Regions from separate parts of the Sus scrofa genome. Here region 1 is linked to region 2. A link is a contact called in public HiChIP or PLAC-seq data. All regions are on one chromosome and are shown on one strand. Each heading gives the region's core, a stretch centred on a gene start, on an enhancer-like site or on the middle of the called end of the contact. The rest is flanking DNA. Distances are from core to core; before and after follow the strand shown.

What was found. HiChIP or PLAC-seq counts read pairs in DNA pulled down with a chosen protein or histone mark.
Region 1: a contact with region 2 is called in an H3K27ac HiChIP or PLAC-seq map of alveolar macrophages. The contact joins two enhancer-like sites. A contact is called at or near these places in 10 of 47 Hi-C or Micro-C datasets (blood, fetal liver, fetal skeletal muscle and 6 more) and 2 of 2 datasets of contacts at active chromatin or transcription factors (alveolar macrophages and skeletal muscle).

The regions. Positions count from the first base shown.
Region 1 is chr12:36,077,905-36,081,086 of Sscrofa11.1, forward strand. TUBD1 (tubulin delta chain) reads right to left here. Exons shown (of 6, transcript XM_013981124.2): 6 at 2,035-2,543. The coding sequence ends at 2,441. Among named protein-coding and RNA genes, the nearest start is that of MIR21, 14 kb to the left of the region's middle. Within about 2 kb of position 1,712, at least 16 of the 83 cell types and tissues checked have an H3K27ac peak or open chromatin away from gene starts, as enhancers often do. A contact at or near this core is called in alveolar macrophages, where this site is marked.
Region 2 is chr12:35,997,547-36,000,425 of Sscrofa11.1, forward strand. No RefSeq gene overlaps it. Among named protein-coding and RNA genes, the nearest start is that of PTRH2, 66 kb to the left of the region's middle. Within about 2 kb of position 1,510, at least 4 of the 83 cell types and tissues checked have an H3K27ac peak or open chromatin away from gene starts, as enhancers often do. A contact at or near this core is called in alveolar macrophages, where this site is marked.

The DNA of each region.
Region 1 (3,182 bases), core at 462-2,961, 81 kb after region 2:
TACTTGTCCCTATTGGTAACTTACATATAGAATTATTAATTCTATTAATATAGAATTATTTCCACTTATGACTTTAAGCTTGTAACAAGGTTCCTCAAAATCAGCTTACCCTCTCGTGAGGTAATTCAGTTACGCATCTTCGTTAATACTGGTTTAGTTGGGGAAACTGTTTCAGTCTTTGCATCTCTGCAATGCTGAACTATTACTTTTAACTTCATTTTGTGAAAATTATGATTTAGTTATTTTCAAGTATTCTTGGGTTAACAGCAGTGGGTGTGCCTTTTAGCAGCTGAACAGACCACTTTTTACATTCCTTAGAAATAAGATATGGTTTAGTATTTTAAATCATAGCAACAGTTGATAAGAAAAACAGCAAAAAGGTAATCATTTCCATATGGAAAGAAAAGGAAGAAATAGTGAATCTGTGAACTGTCATTTTTCCATATAAAAATAAGTCACCACTAGTAGATTTGGCAGAAAGGGCAAATGTTCCTATTTGTTCCCGTTTTACATTTGTTAATATAGTGCATGTGATGTGTTTTATTGAAATACACCATTTTGAACTCAGTTGCCAATTTCCAAATGTGTTTTGTCCTTCTGAGCGAAACCCACATCTGTATGTGTCAGTTTCATCTAGCACAGTATTTCCTTAGAGATCATTTTCCCAACTTAGTTAAGTGGTTGGTGGAAGCTCTTACTGCTTTTACTGAAAATAATATAACCATCTTCCACACCTGCTAAATACCTGTAATTTTTTAAAATGATTTTTATTTTTTCTTTTTACAGTTGCACTGTGGAATATGGAAGTTCCCAGGCTAGAGTCAAATTGGAGCTGCAGCCACTGGCCTATGCCACAGCCACAACAACGCAAGATCTGAGCCAAGTCTGTGACCTACACCACAGCTCACAGCAACGCCTGATCCTTAACCCACAGAGTGAGGCCAGAGTGATCCACATCTTTATGGATCCTAGTGGGGTTCCTTAACTGCTGAGCCACTAAGGGAACTCCTCTATAAGTAGTTTTAAAGCACCAGTTGAATAAAATCAGTTTCTGCTCTGGCGTTTTAAGATCTAAAAGAAAAATCCATGCTTTCTGATGCCAAGAAAATTTAAGAAAAGCAAAGTATGACTTCCTGAATGGCTCACAGCGTTAACTACTCGGCGTTGATTCTGCAGTGGCTGTGGCTCGACACCTGGCTCAGGAACCTGCCTATGCAGCAGGTGCGGCCACTTGTTTAAAAAAAAAAAATAAAAGTAAACATTTTCTTATTTACTTTTACATTTAAGCATGATAAACATTTACTAACAAAATCCTGACATTTATTTTTATTTTTGTCTTTTTCTTTTTTTTTTTTTTTTTTTTTTGCCTTTTCTAGGGCAGCTTCCGCGGCACATGGAGATTCCCAGGCTAGGGGCTGAATTGGAGCTGTAGCCACCAGCCTACGCCAGAGCCACAGCAACAACTCGGGATCCGAGCCGAGTCTGCGACCTACGCCACAGCTCACGACAATGCCAGATCCTTAACCCGCTGAGCAAGGCCAGGGATCGAACCTGCAACCTCATGGTTCCTAGTCAGATTCGTTAACCACTGCGCCACGAGGGGAACTCCTGACATTTATTTTTAAATAGCTGCTTAGAGTGGAAAATCTTACACTGTTACATAGAATAAAACAAAATAAAAATGGATGTTCACATGATAGCATTTGACAACAGCTCCCTCTTGTGGTTCAAAACACTCACTTCAAAGATGAACGTACTGGAGTTCCCGTCTGGCTCAGTGGTTAATGAACCCAACTAGTATCCACCAGGGCTCAGGTTTGATCCCTGGCCTTGCTCAGTGGGTTAAGGATCCGGTGTTGCCGTGAGCTGTGGTGTAGGTCGCAGACGTGGCTCAGATCCCATATTGCTGTGGCTCTGGCATAGGCCGGCAGGTACAACTCCCATTGGACCCCAAGCCTAGGAACCTCCACCACCACATGCTGCGGGTGTGGCCCTAAAAAGACTCCCCCACCCCCGAAAAAAAAGATGAACATATTTAAATACAGAATTTTTATTTCTTAATTTAAAATTGTGCAATGAAAGTTTAGCTCATATTTAGTGAATACTTTTAGGAATAAAGAGGGAAGGTTTAATTTAAGGCTGTAAGAACAAAACAGAATACTCTCTTTTTTGTTCTAGGGTTCCAACATCTCAGAAAAGTGTTGCCAAAGTTATTTAAAGAAGCACCAATTTTTTTTCTTTTCTTACAAAGGAAGATACTAAGTAGATGTTTTCACTGAAAACAGGTACCATAACGGGTTTTCCTCCCTTTCTGTGGCTATAATATGCAGGAAGGAATCAGGATTTGACTTTGTTATTTTAGTAGATGGAAATTTGAAAACTTTACAGAGAAAGTAGTATTGAAAATATTTTAGTCCAAAAATGACTTAAGGTTCAAAAATCAGAGGTTGCAATAACTGGCAATCACCTGTTCTAACAATGTAAAACTCTCCAAAAAATCCTCTTCTTCAATTCCGTATTTTGTGTATTGATGAATGTAGGCTCTGGTGAGAGAAACAAAGTGTGAAATAAAAATCTCAGGCAAATGAATAACTCTTGAGGTCAAACAATAAAGAGACCTCTCCTAGCTCATGAACACACGAAGGGAGATGGCAAACTCTCTTAAAAGTCTTATCTTTGCTTCAATGTTTACTCCAAGTCAGCGAACTTTCAAGGTTTATGTCAAGCTCCCTGTCTTTTTAGTGTCCAAGACAGTGACAATAAGAAAATAGGAAAAAGAAGCATATTCTTTTGACAGACACAAGATTTGACTGTCTACCCAACACATACTCAACAACTGACAGGAGTTTATAACTGGGTTCAGCGTAAACTTGATTCTCTCTCTTTTTTTTTTTGTCTTTTTAGGGCCACACCTGTGGCGTATGGAGGTTCCCAGGCTAAGGACTGAAGTGGAGCTGTAGCCTCTGGCCTATGCCACAGCCACGCCAGATCTTTAACCCACTGAGCGTGTGCCAGGGACTGAACCTGCGTCCTCATGGATGCTAGTCAGATTCGTTTCTGCTGAGCCACAACAGGAACTCCGGGTTCAACATAAACTCTAAAATAAGTGCCTGAGAGGAGTTCCCGTTGCGGCTCAGCGGAAGTGCATCTGACTAGTATCCACAAGGACGCAGGTTTCATCC
Region 2 (2,879 bases), core at 260-2,759:
ATTCTCGTTCTTTGCTAATATGGGAAAACATGAACAGAATTAAATTAAAATATAACAATGATCAGCTAAGTCTTAAGTTATGTAGCTCTTGATTTCATTTCAGTGCGTTATTACTTCCTTTTTAACTTTAAGGGAACTTGTCATGAGTTTGAATCATATGATTGCTTTTAGAACTATTGAACATTTGACTTAACAGGTTTTAAGAGAAGTTCATATTTTGAAGAAAATGTTGCAATTAACTTTTCTTCCTATTTTTTGTCATGAAAAAATTTTTTTTGATGCAGGGAATTATATAGGTAATTCAGTGTATTATCACCCAGCTTCAGCTAAAGTTAACTCCTGGGGAGTTCCCGTCGTGGCGCAGTGGTTAACGAATCCGACTAGGAACCATGAGGTTGCGGGTTCGGTCCCTGCCCTTGCTCAGTGGGTTAAGGATCCGGTGTTGCCGTGAGCTGTGGTGTAGGTTGCAGACATGGCTCGGATCCCGCATTGCTGTGGCTCTGGTGTAGGCCGGTGGCTCCAGCTCTGATTCGACCCCTAGCCTGGGAACCTCCATATGCCGTGGGAGCGGCCCAAGAAATAGCTAAAAAGACAAAATAAATAAATACATAAAGTTAACTCCTGGGTGTTACTTATTGTTTTATCTAGACCCCTCCTCACTCTGCTAACAATTATTTTGAAGCATATCCCAGATAACATATCATATTTCCTCTGAAAATATATCAAACATAGGACATAAAAAACATTGTCACGGAGTTCCCGTCGTGGCGCAGTGGTTAACGAATCTGACTAGGAACCATGAGGTTGCGGGTTTGGTCCCTGCCCTTGCTCAGTGGGTTAAGGATCCGGTGTTGCCGTGAGCTGTGGTGTAGGTTGCAGACGCGGCTTGGATCCCGCGTTGCTGTGGCTCTGGTGAAGGCTGGTGGCTACAGCTCTGATTTGACCCCTAGCCTGGGAACCTCCATATGCCGCGGGAGCAGCCCAAGAAATGGCAAAAAGACAAAAATTAAAAAATTAAAAATAAAAAAAATATATAAAAATTTTGAATCACTGTTTTACACCTGAAACTAATACAATATTGTAAATCAACTACTATGTAAAAAGAACTTGTAACATTTCACAAGTATAGAAAACCATGTGCTATTTCTAAAATTAACAAAATGAAAAGAGATGTAGGGGTTCCCATTGTTACTCAGTGGTAAAAGAACACAAGTAGTTCCTGAGGACGTAGGTTTGATCCCCTGGCCTTGCTCAGTGGGTTAAGGATCCAGTGTTGCTGTGAGCTGCTGTGTAGGTCACAGATACGGCTCAGATCTGGTGTTGCTGTAGCTGTGGTGTAGGCCAACAGCTGCAGCTCTAATTCGACCCCTAGCCTGGGAACCTCCATATGCCATGGGTGTGGCCCTAAATTGGAAAAAAAAAAAGAGAGAAATGTAAAAAAAAAATAACAGAGGGAGTTCCCTGGTGATTCAGCAGGTTAAGAATTCAGCATTGTCACTTCTATGGCTCTGGTTACTGCTGAAGTGCAAGTTCCATCCTTGGCCTGGGAACTTCCACATGCTGTGGGTACAGCCAAAAAAGTAATAACAGAGGATATAAGTAGAGATACTAGAGAACTAACATTAATTTAGTGTCCATAATGTACCAGAGATTGTCTAAAAGTTTTATGTCATCTGGCTTGTCATTGTCATTATTAGAGTCAGGATTCAGACTTATGTCCTCCCAATTATATAGTATATCCTTTCCTCCCTAATACATGCATCTTGACATGCTTTTGGTGATACTGAAAAATTTAGATTTGATCTGCTTAGCCTCACTGTATTGGGAAGAGAATTTCATGTAAGTATTTTGATTTTTCACATAGGGTATCGGTACAGCAATCGGAGAGCTGCCTCCATATTTCATGGCCAGGGCAGCTCGCCTCTCAGGTGCTGAACCAGATGATGAAGAATATCAGGAATTTGAAGAGATGTTGGAACATGCACAGGCTGCACAAGTAAGATCAGTGGGGAGGAAAATTGAATAATTATCTCTTAAAGAGGTTATGATTAAGGTAAAAATTTTAGTAGTTACTCTGAAGAAGAAAACTGCCAATGTAAAATAAAATCATCCATGGTTTGGTATAAAATATTTAGAAAACCTGAAATATAGGAGTTCCCGTTGTGGTGCAGTGGTTAATGAATCCAACTGGGGACCATGGGGCTGCGGGTTTGATCCCTGGCCTTGCTCAGTGGGTTAAGGATCTGGCGTTGCCATGAGCTGTGGTGTAGGTCTCAGATTCGGCTCAGATCCTGCATTGCTGTGGCTCTGGGGTAGGCTGGTGGCTACAGCTCTGATTCGACCCCTACCCTGGGAATTCCATATGTCGTGGGAAGCGGCCCTAGAAAAGGCAAAAAGACAAAGAAAAAAAAAAAAGAAAATCTGAAATATAAAACGATTATACTCATGAGTTCCCACTGTGGCTCAGTGGGTTAAGGATCTGGTGTTGTCTCTGCAGTTGTACATGTTTGACCCCTGGCCAGCGCCGTGGATTAAGGATCACAGCTTTGTGAACTCCCTATATTAACCTGTATCTTAATGTTATAAAATAGATGTTTTTTCTTCATAGGAAAATTCCTAAGAACATTATTGACTGATTGAGACTCCATTACGAATAACAATAGAAGTCAACACAGACATAAATAAAAAGGATATAGGAATTCCCGTCTGGCACAGCAGAAACTAATCTGACTAGGAACCATGAGGTTGCAGATTCGATCCCTGGCCTCGCTCAGTGGTGTTGCCATGAGCTGTGGTGTAGGTCGCAGATGAGGCTTGGATCTGGTGTTGCTGTGGCTCTGGCATAGGCCGGCAGCTGTAGCTCCGATTGGATCCCTAGC